Regions from separate parts of the Xenopus tropicalis genome. Here region 1 is linked to region 2. A link is a contact called in public Hi-C data. All regions are on one chromosome and are shown on one strand. Each heading gives the region's core, a stretch centred on a gene start, on an enhancer-like site or on the middle of the called end of the contact. The rest is flanking DNA. Distances are from core to core; before and after follow the strand shown.

The links. Hi-C and Micro-C count contacts between places; a contact is called where the count stands out from the background.
Region 1: a Hi-C map of neurula embryo shows a contact between it and region 2, with 2.9 times the contacts expected there. The contact joins the promoter of prdm13 here to the promoter of sim1 in region 2. A contact is called at or near these places in 3 of 5 Hi-C or Micro-C datasets (brain, neurula embryo and tailbud embryo).

Annotation. Positions count from the first base shown.
Region 1 is chr5:81,992,097-81,998,451 of UCB_Xtro_10.0, reverse strand. prdm13 (PR domain zinc finger protein 13) reads left to right here and starts at 1,623. Exons shown (of 4, transcript XM_002932160.5): 1 at 1,623-1,901; 2 at 3,047-3,178; 3 at 3,441-3,561; 4 at 5,443-6,355. The coding sequence starts at 1,761.
Region 2 is chr5:81,620,983-81,627,375 of UCB_Xtro_10.0, reverse strand. sim1 (single-minded homolog 1) reads right to left here and starts at 1,484. Exons shown (of 12, transcript XM_004914545.4): 1 at 1,352-1,484; 2 at 1-404. The coding sequence starts at 89.

The sequences.
Region 1 (6,355 bases), core at 374-2,873, 370 kb before region 2:
ATCTATCTATCATCTATCTATCTATCTATCTATCTATCTATCATCTATCTATCTATCTATCTATCTATCTATCTATCTATCTATCTATCATCTATCTATCTATCTATCTATCTATCTATCTATCTATCTATCTATCTATCTATCTATTATCTATCTATTATCTATCTATTATCTATCTATCTATCTATCATCTATCTTATCTATCTATCATCTATCTATCTATCTATCTATCTATCTATATATCTATCTATCATCTCATATAAGTTGCAGGAAAGATTCTAAATTGCAAGGTTTTTAGGGGGTCGGTATAAATCAAACTCCATGCATTAGATATACCAGAAGAACATGACAGCATTATTTCAGAATCAAAAACACTGCACCTAGTAACGCTCTAGTAATACAAGAAAAATGCAGTATCAAACGTTTATTTGTTGGACAAATCAATCTAAATGTGTCCAAAATTCAAAGGAGTGACGCTCGCAAATGTTTACTTTGCTGATCCCAAAAGGTGTACAGGGGTAGTGTAATTGGTGTTCAGATTATTTTCGGTGTTCAGTGCATGTCTGGGTGTCCATCTATGAACTGTGCCATGTACCTGTTTGTGGATCTATTGGTAAATATGGTAGCATGATTACCTATTTGAATAGAAATTAACGTAACGGTATGCTTACATGTATAGGAATAGGTTTACATGAATGGATAAATATATGTATGCTTGAACGTAGTCAGTACATAATTATTCTAGCATGTATGTAAAGTGCACATGCTGTGAGAATAAATGCTCATGTAATTAAGTGCGCATTCATTCTAATATATATATATACATGTATGTCAAGTTAGAATAAATTGGTCTAATAAATTGTTAAAATACTTAGGCATATTAAAATATTGTCAAATATTTTTGCCCCTTTGCAAAGTCAAATGTAGATGGAATAAAATATGTCGATTTTTTCTCAGAGAACCGTTAGTTAATTTTAAGGAAATGCTACTTTCTGTACCAAATATGTGATCTAAACTTCGACATAAGGGACATAAGAAGCCCCATGCAATAGTGGCTGTAGAAGGAGTTGTAGGTGCTGGTGGGGTTTTTTCCCATCAAGTACCTGCCTGAGTTTTGTTTGGCACACGCCAGGAATCAATAGGAGTTAACAAGTCCTCAAACATTCCTGGTCCCTTTGTTAAACAGCCTTTTGCAATAAAGCCAAGGGGAAGAGAATTAAAAATCTTTGAAGTATATTAAACCTCAAAAGAATCAGCCGAGTAGACCTAAAGAAGTCACTTATTTTGTAAAACTGGTTTGTCTGGGAAACAATAAGGAGAAGTAAAATTTATGGAGAAATTATACAGTGGATTTGTCACTTAAAATATCGTAACTGTCTAGGGGACAATACCCCATGCTGAGGATTAATGGTCCCCCTAGACCTTTGATTCACCAGAGTCTTTTCTTTGCCCTTGACAAATTGGATTTTTAGGAATGAGAAGGTCGCCTGGACCATTGTCTGGTTACCATTCATGGGAGTTGATTATGCAGGAGGCTTAGGGAAAGTCTCCATGTGACCCTCTTGGCTGAGATTGTGCAGCTGCTGGAGAAGCAAACTCTCTCACCAAAGTGGGAGCCCTAGAGCATCCCCTCCCGAGCCCATAGAAAAGCCAGGGAGAGTGCAAAGCAGCGTCACTGTGCAGGCGGAGATACGCCTGAGTGCTGTCCTCCCCTCTCTCTGCCTCTGTCACTGCCAACTACTGGGGGTCCTGCTGCCAGCATGCATTGCAACAGGGCTCTGGCCGTCAGCATCTACGCCGACAACTGCATCCCTGCCGGCCTGCGACTTGGTCCCATCATGGGCATCTTCAAACTAGGGAAGTACTTGTCAGATCGCAGGGAACCTGGACCCAAGAAAAAGGTATTTGACATTTGCAATGGCTATTGCTTATCCTAAAAGATGTACAGGGGTAGTGTATTTGGCTGCTGCAGCACATCAAATAGTAAACGAGGAAGGGATATATATATATATATATATATAGTTATATATTTTGCATATATATAGGTGTTCATGCTGTTTTAAATACATGTTTTGGTTTTTCACAAGAAATGTGATGCTGGTCTTTTTTTTGTAGTGTATATATATAGATATATATATTTATAGATATATATGAACATATATATATATATTCAGCATACTGTTTATATTTTGTTTTGGCTCTAAGAACTTATCCTTGCGTTATAGGGAAATATCGAACTCATTTTGGTAAATTTGTTCTTTAACTGTACACTTATAACGCATTTATGGTGACTAATATTTGTATGAACGAATTTTCCAATAGTAATATATCAGTGAGTTCTGGTAGGGAACCTTAATTATAGCCTTTTTCTGCCATATTATGAATTGTTTTTTCAAATGCTTTTCGTTTTGATTTATTTAATGCATTGTCGGATAATATGTATTTATTACTTTAATTGCCAATGTCCTGGACATATAAGTACTTTTTTTTATTTCTGTCGTTATCTACAAATAATTTAGTGACTGAGGGTAATATAGTGAAAACAAGTGCAGTGCACTGGTATATGAATAACTAATGGCAAAAACAGAAGCGTTATCAGTAAATAATGAGCAGAGCACACAAGGGGGGCTGGAAAAATCAATGGCTTTTGTCACACGTTCCGCTCCGATTTTTAATGTCTTTTAATTGTTTTTGAACGCTCTGCCAGACTTCTCAAATTTATTTCTCATCATCTGGCTCCATTGGGTTCTCACATTAGTCTGCATTGTTAAAGTGACTTTTATTACATGCCCATTCAACTATTTAAGCCTTAATATGCTCCTTTACTATATGGTCCCTTTGGGATGTGGTAATGATTGAAGTCACGCTGATAAAACTGGACAGTAGTGGTTAAATATTCAATAGTTTATTGCGCTGTATTGAAAAAAATAAACAAAAAAAACTTTCATCGATTTTTTTACACACACACAAACGTACACACATAACCCTCTATTTTTAACGATTACTCCTATACTGAGTGACAATTGAGCAATCTATTGGCTTTTAGGTGCGTTTTGTGAGAGGGGACCTGCTTGATGAGGCTGGAGGTCCCGCCACAGAATGGATGGGCTTAATCAGAGCAGCCAGAAACAATCAGGAACAGATTCTGGAAGCTATATCTGATTTACCAGGAGGCCAGGTACAACTATCTTGTTTCTTTATTTGGAAAACCTGTTTGTCTATCAATGTCATTCACTTCTCCTTCTTTCTGTCTTTCTTTTATATGCAATCGTTCGTCCTGTATTTATCACCTGTCAGTCATTTAGCATATCTTCATTATAATTATCGCCAAATCTCTCTCTATATATATATGTCAATCCATCTATTTGTTTTCCTGTCCGAGTGTCCATATGTAAAGCTGCAGTCTAATGCGTCTGCCTTACCATGCTTATGTCCCACAGATATATTATAGGACTCTGAGGGACGTGCAGCCAGGAGAAGAACTCACTGTATGGTACTCCAGTTCCCTTGCACAGTGGTTTGACATCTCCACTACAGCCACTCCGACCCATGATGAAAAAGGTATGCACTAATGTATTAAATCGTATTACCTCTAGTCACCTATAGCATCCCAACGTTACTACAGCAGGTAAATCCATCAGTTTAAAGAAGGAACAGATGAAATGATTCACTGGTGATGAAAAGAAAGAACATTAATAGATACATATAGATACATTGGTGCGAAGCTGCCATTCTGCATAGTTAGATTTCGATCTTCTGATTTAATTGTAGCGCTGTACTCCTCCGAATCAAAAAGAGCAAAGAGACTAATAATCCAAATATGCATAGTAATGATGTCCTCTTTGCATTAGAACTCCTATATTCCCAGTGTTACAGTTCGAATCTAAAGCAAATCCAATCCAATAATTAAAAAAAAATTAACGAATGCGTTAATAACCTTACATATTTTGTCGTTTTTTATTACCTCTAGTACATGAGCATTCGCTTGAAAGTAGAAAATCAATTAGTATTTCTAGAGTACTCTACCCAAACTTCCCTAACCCATTTATACTTAGCTTAATGTTTATGTAGAAAAAAGCCAAATGCAGTTTAAGTTGCAGGGATCTGTTGAAACATACAAACTAAAGTATAATATTTCCTAGTGCAAACTAAACAAAGCAAGAATACTAAATATATACAAAAATACTGTAAAACATAAAAATAACGAAAGCGACAGTGGGGGCAAAATAATTCTCTATATCATCGCGTAATGTATGTAACTAATATCATTTATTAAAAAACAAAGTTCCTTTTTTAACGCTGTTAGAATAGGCACATTTTTCTCACCTTATTCAAAACCTCTTGCAAATGTAAAAATTTCCACAGTAGGCAGAAAATTGGTATATCGCATAATCAGGATACCATGAATAATAACTGGATTAAAGGGCAAGGGATTACACTAGTTATCTGTTTAACACCAGTATACAATTAGGCACACTGATTTCACTAAATCTCTGCATTGGGACTCCACTTTAAAATTCGCAAACTCTGCGAAGAAAATAGGCTGGTAATATAAAAAGGCTACAATTATAACACGACTTTGTATATGATCAATGGTAAAAAAAAAAAAAAAGATACTGTACAGAGGTATAACGGTTTTTAATTTTTTATCATAGTTACCACTGTAACACAAGTTGATAAACATGTCTTTATTGCTTGTGAGTTTCTCTACACAGCATATATCCAAATAATGACCGGCAACTGCACCATTCTAGGTCCCATGGTTTTTGGATATAGATACTTAAAGAAATGAGCTGCGTTCATAGGGATTCAGAATATCAGATCCGATTATAGCTAATAATAATATCATTTTTGTATTTAAATGGACATCATTACTGTTTTTGATATTGCTGTAATTATTATAATCAAAGTTGCTTTGCAAGCAGGGTCATGGTAGTGCTAGTAATATGTAAAAGCAAATGGGAATGGGAATGTAAGGCTTGTAAATATGATGTCCCGCATTGTTAGGAGAAGTACATCATCATTAGATGGTCCTTTTGTTGAATAGAGTCCCTAAATTGGCTGACATACGTTACCTATTTTCCTAATGTCAACAGATGGGCCAGATCCCAGTGCACTGAGCAGTCAGCTCCCCTTGTGATCGCACTAAAACAGCTGCCTGGGGGCTAGCCCAAAGAACGAATAGTTAGAGCTTAGCACTTGCTGCCTGGGAACCATCACACCGGGTTCTTGCAGTATTGTAACTAAAGACTTATTAAGACAGGAAAATATAGGATGCGATTTTAATTCAAACTTTACCATTCATTTAATAGTGTATATTCAGACAGGCATTTTATTATGAACATAAGTATTACTGTCCTACAACAATTCTATTCTTCCAACACATTTTGTCACAATACCCTTCGCGAAATGACATCGCTAAATGTCTGTTCTATTTTGCAGGAGAGGAGCGCTACATCTGTTGGTATTGCTGGAGAACATTTAAATTCCCCAACACCCTGAAAGCCCACGTTCATTTTCACTGCTCCCTTAACAGCAGCAGGGGGTTTCTGCATAACGATCAGATCAGAACCTCTCAATCCTTTTCTGCGTCCCCGAAAATCTCGGAAGGAGTGTCCAACACAGCCCCCCCACTGAGGACCAACCCCCAGCTAGCCAACGGGGCAAGCAGGGACTCTATTAAAAGGGAGGCCTCTTTATCTCCTGTACTGAGCAAGCTCGGGGTGATCAAGAAGGCTCTGGGCAAAGAACACCAGGAGAGAGCCTTGGATATGAGTGTGGGATCTACACGAAACCACAGCCAGTTTATTGGCATAGTGGGCAATGCATGTGGAGGGAATGGCATGGCATTTTATCCAGGAATCAGATCTGCTTTTAAACCAACTGGACTATCGAAGTTACCCCATACCGATTCAGCCAGAGAAGACTCAAAGGCCACCAGCATGGGATTCAGCAAACTATTGGGGGGCATCAAGCCTAGTCGCCCAGGGAGTGAAGCTCTGATCAGTAGCCACCAATCCAAGTGTCTGTCTACTGGAGATGGCTCATCTAGCATCTTGTCCTGTGCCACTGGGCTAAGAGGTTTCCCTATCCTATCACATCTGGAGGAAACATCAGCCTTCAAACACGTAGAAAGAGGGGTCCATGCCAACCTCTCCCCCACCAGCCGCTACAACCATATGCCTTCAGCAGGACTTCACTTTGAAAGATTCTCCATTCCTCCATTTGAAGGCATGAAGTCATATTCTGCAGAATGTAATATCCCGGTCATGCCTTTCACTGTATACAACGGAGAACTTCTTTATAGCACTCCTTACTATCCCTTTAAATTTCATTTCAGTAACCTTATTAAGTA
Region 2 (6,393 bases), core at 235-2,734:
GGCAAGGGTAATAATTTAGCCAGTTCATAAAATTCGCTGTTCTCCTTCTCCCGTCTAGTCCGGGCTGCATTTTTAGATTTTTCTTTCATGGCTTTTTGTTAATCCCTTGTTTTTCCAAACGGGAACCCACAGACTCATCAACAAATAAAAAACGATTTCAAAGCAGGATTTTTCTTCAGCTTGGCGTTATCGAAAATAGTAGAACCACTTCTTTAAGAGGTCGAGTAATACATATATGAGCATTAATTGTTTTCCAAAATAAATTGGTATCCATACATTGCTGCAAAAATGTGATCTTTGCACGATTTCCTGTCTCAGCAGGTCACAAAGTCCACTTGTGTCCGTCTCGCAGTGGCATAGTTACCCCTCAGTCAGACCCCCGGGCCTTATTGCAGCGGGGCTTCCTGGCAAAGAAACAAAGCCACAGTGCCAGGGAATTATTTGGGGGAGTTTGTCTCTATATGAATATGTTTGTATGATTTACAATTCACTCTTGATAGATAGACAGATATATGATAGGCAGATAGAGAGATAGATAGATAGATAGATAGATAGATAGATAGATAGATAGATAGATAGATAGACAGATATATGATAGGCAGATAGAGAGAGAGAGAGATGATAGATAGATAGATAGATAGATAGATAGATAGATAGATAGATATATGATAGGCAGATAGAGAGATAGGTAGATAGACAGATATATGATAGGCAGATAGAGAGATAGATAGATAGATAATAGATAGATACACCAGTAGATAGATACACAGAAAGATATACATACACAGTGTATATTATACAATATGAATGTCTTTGTCATTCTATATAATTATAATTCAGTTTATTTTTTTTTAAAAAACTACCAAACATCAAATCAAGTCGCTTACCTGGTTATTAGTTGTTTGAAGTATTTAATTATTATAACATTTCGTTAAAGCCACTCACCTCTGACATACACACTCCTGGCTAATCCACAATAAAACAGTTTTAAGCAAACAAAAAAAAAAGATCTAGCTCACGAATTGAGCGACTGGAACTACTGCCACATTACTAAAGCCTTGTGTGCAGAAACCTGTTGTGCGACAGAAATATATCGCAGGCAGATTTTGAGTAGCACAGATATCTGCTCCTTTTTTACAGAGGAGAATTGAAGGAGAGACAGATTTGCAGATTTGGGGCCAACACACACCATATAACACCGAAGCTACAAGGTGCTGCTGTCTAATGCCAACATGCCAAGCAGGCCCAGGACATGAGAAGCCCAGTCCCCCCAGTAGCCCCGGGTCGGAGAGCATCACCCACTGCAGCCCCAGCTTATATGTGTGTAATTAAAGAATAAGGAGCCACTCACCTCTCCGAGTCCCTCCGGGTTGTACGGTGTCCCTGTAGGCACCAGGCAGGAGCGGGCGGCTGTTTGCTCACAGGGGCCAATTGTCCGCAGAGAGCGCCCATTAACTTCTCCTTCCAGCCTCACTCATTGCAACTTCATTCCCGCCCCTGCTCCCCCTTACCCTCCCTTACTGCCAGTCATTCGCCATGCTGAGCGCAATTGGGCAGCTCATGGCTCTCCACGCCCACCCATTGGCTGACCTGTTCCTGACTCAGGAACTGGCACTAGAATAATGCCCGAGGCAGCCGCCCCGCTCCCTGGGTGCTACACCTGAGCTGGAATATTTCCTGGGGGCGCGACAGTAGCTGCCAGAGATGGGGGGGGGGGGTGGCACTCAGTACAGGTGCCCAGGTAGGGGGGCAGCTAGTTCCACGCTTTACTGGCAGTTAGTTGGTACTGGGCTGGTTCGGTATTAAGTGGAAAATGGACACTGATAGTTCACACACAGTTCTCCTGCCCTACTGACACACTGATCCTGTCTGGCTCACACATTGGCAGACCTGGCATACAAATGGGTAATGGTATTAGATTCTATGAAAGAAAAGTCAGACAGAAGAAAGACTGTTAATTCTTTGTAAAAATTCATAAATTATTTGTATAAAATTAATATTTCACACACACAAGTCTACGGATTTCTCTTGCTCTTTCTATGTTTTTGTTTTTACTATCTGCTGTTTGTATTTCCTTAAAGTATTTATTCTCATGGTGATATCGGAATAACTAGATTATGTTTGTGTCTTAAAAGCAAAGCTCTGCATTTCGCACATTGCGCCAGATATACTAAGGAGCGGTCTAAATTACCAGCAGGTGAACACATAGAGCAGCCTATAATTTGGCTGTGCCCCCCTCCGTTTGCCTGCATGCATAGCGGCAGATCTGGAATCAGGTGGGGTTTGCACAGATGTCAGAGTTAGAGAAAAGGCTGGTAGCTATGAAGGCATGTGGCTACTTACTATGTGGGTCCCAGCCCTCTGCAAAGTGGTAAGTACTGTGCAACAATCACTTTGCAATGGGAAGTGGGGGGGCGGGCGCGTCTTTGGCAATCAGATTTGCACAGATCAGTTAATTTATTATAAGACTTCCAGTAACATCTAAACAGTAGTAAATTGGTTCTCAACTTCACTCCCCACCATCAGCTCCACATATTCGGAGTTGCAAACCAATGTTCCAAACATCCTTTTGGTCACTATATATGTGGGGTTCGGCCGGAGAAGACTGGATCTTATAGTCCTTGTTATATCTGTCAGTATTTCTGTAAAATGTGCCAGTAATCAACGCTCTGTGTTACTTGTGTTCGTTGGATAAGAGGTTCGGCAGCAGCTGTGTCACATTTGTCTGTCAGTCGGTGCCCAGCAGCCCTATACATAGGGACGCAGATATACATCTGCCTGTGAGTTATCGCTCAGTCTGTGCTCCCGCAGATAGACTAGGAAACCAGGCTGGGAATTATCTCCTTATAAGGGAAATATTCCCTAATTTAATCACCCGGGAAGATATACTGGGCCACCCAGAGATGATTGGGCGGACCCTGGTGGATAATTAGCCCTTTCCAGCTCTATACTGCGTGTCCCCATTCTATAAACCACCCAAATGAGAGTTTTTAGAGCTAATCACTGGTCAACCGAAAGGTTTATCACCTAGAAGTTTGTATCTCTCCCTCTCTAAGCATCTTCATTTATGGTGTGCACCCTCTCTATACATCAGTCATCTACCTACAGTACCGCCATCAATATCTGTTAGAATAAAGAACAATGGTGCTGATGTTTGCAGGTAGAGTTAAAGCGCAGGCTGCATCTTTGACGCAACTGAATTTGACTGGATACAAGTTTCTATAAATGACCTAAAAGCGATCCCCGAAATCCAGTGAGGTGCCCCCCAAATGTGACCATCAGACCTGCCTAAATAAAGTCCGGGCGTTTTTAAGCACACGGCCATCCTGCATACCAGCATGCTCTGGGCTTCCCTACTATTCCAACTGAAATATTGCTCGCCACAAATACTGCTCTGCAGCTATAAATGCTTTAAGCACAGCCATTGACTTTTTATTCCTACTGGAAGTATGGGGAGGAGAGCCCTGCGAAGCTTGCTAAAGCTCACTGTATGGGCCCATCTCCCTGCGCCGAGTATAGCGCCCACACTTCCACTGGGCCCTGGCACATGTCTCAGCATAAGAGCCTGTAATATTCCTACCGTCTGTATGGGACATGCTCCCCACAGGGACTTCATCCCACTGAGCACCCAAAATCCAGTGCCGGTTATTCATTTCTCTCCAATCTCATTCTAAACGGTTCCGTGTGTTCTAGCTGAGTATTAACAAACCAAGACAAATTTCATTTTTATGGAGTACCTGTAGTGATTAGGTAATTTTTGTCAAAACAGGGAGATCCTGAGCCGCACTAGAAAATGCAGTTAAAATATTAGCCATATCATATTAACCCCATTATATATAATTAATATTTTCCAAGATAAGCAACATTAGTCAGTAAATTATACAAATGACGTGCAAAAATTGTAACTTATTTTTTTTAATGACTATTTTGCTTATTTCCAAATTCTTTAACTTGGTAACGCGACAGGGACCATAATAATTAATCCTGTTGCCTTTTTTTGGGGAGATGTTCGTCTCATTCGTTAGCTTGTAAGATTTTATATATATATATATGTATAATGTCATGTTAAATTTGTTAATTTGATGTGGATATTTATAAGTAATTTGGATAATATGCAGTAACCCACTGGGGAAGCAGGGAGTCACATGATGTGAGGCAGGCAGGTAGCGGGCAGGTAAGGGCAGGGCTGATGTATATGCGGCAGAGGTTGCAGAGATCTGAAGGATAGTAAATGATGAATGGATGTTATCCGCAACTCATGTGCGCCTAGACTTAATTAGTCTGGGAGAGTTATTTGCACGAAATGAAACGAGTTACTGGTACCTTCTAGAGTAACAGATTTCTAATGATAATTATTAACAATGTAAAAGAAATAGCCCTAACTTCCATAAGGTGAACTGTATGTATCGTTCTTTAATTGGTTTTTAATATCTTTGCCACCACGAAAACAATTACATGGGGAAATGTATTACTGAATGCATAATTGAATTAAATGCGACTCCTTGGTGCGGTTTTGTTAACAGCATGTAACTGTATAGAGAACCCACGGACAACACCTGCATGACCCCACGGATGCATGTTAGCTGCTCATTTTCTTCTCCCACAGCACTCACACTGGGGCAAGGCGGCTGCTTTATTTTTTAATTTATTAAATGATTCATTATAAATAGTTGCCCACACTTTTAGGCAGTCCTTTATAGAGATTATGCATATTTCACATCGGTCACTGCAGAGCTTACAATCTAATGACCCTATTACTAGGGAGGAAACTCACACAGTTATGGGGAATGCATACAAACTCCCTGTAGATCGATCAATTACAATCAATATCTATCTATCTATCTATCATCTATCTATCATCATCATCTATATATCTATCATCTATCATCATCATCATCATCTATATGTATGGACATGTTACACAGTGCTATGTGCAGCATGCAGTACAGCTGCTAGAATAAGAAGCCCATTACACCCCCTGCCAATTTCTATTCAAATGACTGCCTGGGAAGAATAGGAAAAAAACCTTGTGCACAGCTTCCCTCCCTCTGAATAAGGAAAATGCCCAAAATTTACCAATTTGTGGAAATGAAAATAACATCTCCCAGACATTGGCTGCTGTCTGTGCGCTGCTTCCTCACACTGGGAGCTTCAGGCATACAGACTTATCAGGATGCAGGGCCAGCTATTTGCCAGATTGCCTTTTCTTACACATACCTGTTATAATATTATTAACTGACTGTGCCCTTAGTATTTAATCTGCAGGGTGCCTTATATGGGTAATTGGAAATTAGTAGTATATATGGAAATCTGTATTTTTGATTACTTTTAAAGGGGATGGGGCTTTCATTTATTATATAGACAATTATTAGTTAAATATATAATGTACAAGTAAAGATCTGTTATTCAGAATACCATTTCCCAGAGAACAGACATGCAGTTCAGATATGCTTCCTGAGGGGTAAATTAATAACAATGTGTAAGCTAACATCACCGGTGATGTTGCCCATAGCAACCAATGAGACCTTTGCTGTGGTTTTCTAACTTGTAGGTGACCATCAAATTCTAATTGCTGATTGGTTGCTATGGGCTTATACACTGTAATAAATATTCCCCTATTAAGTAGTATCCAGCTTTCTGAAACCCACACTGCTCTGGGCACTTGCCTCGCCAATTCCATTAGATATCTGTCCCAGAAGGAAATTCATATATACCAAATTTATTGGCAGAAAAAAGTAATCAATTATATGTGTAGAGCACTTTTAAGGCTCTGAATATGTCAAATATGAATACAAAGTTTAGCAGTTCCACATAATAAAACATTTACTAGCTGCATAGAAGCCATTATGAAAATTTCTGTATTTGTATGCGCCCAATAAATGTTTTCTTTATATGTAACTGCTACTCATTGTATTAAACTCATATATGGCTAGGCATTTCCTGCCTAACTAGGCAGGGGCTTATTCTGTTCATCCAATACACAAGTGCAAGCAGCAGTCAAACTACTGGGTCAGTGTGGCCTGGAATTGGCAGCTGGCTCTATTCAGTTGGGTGGGTACCAGGAGCCTTACTTTTAGCAAGGTGGCTCCTCTAGAGCAGGGTCCTAATCTCATTGTCATAACTGGACAATTAAGGTCAATGTGTAGAATTTTGGGATAAAATTAACTCTTCAAAGTAATGATTGCTGCTTTTAGTTAAAGGAGAAGGAAAGGTAAAGACTAAGTAAGCTTTATCAGAAAGGTCTATGTAAATACAGCCATAAGCACTCACAGAAACACTGCACTGACTTCTCTGTCAAAAGATTTCTTGTGTCTGTAATTCATGTACCACAGACACTCAGCTCTCTGCTGTCTCCCCTCTCCTGCTCCTTCCCCTTAGGAATGTGGATCTGAG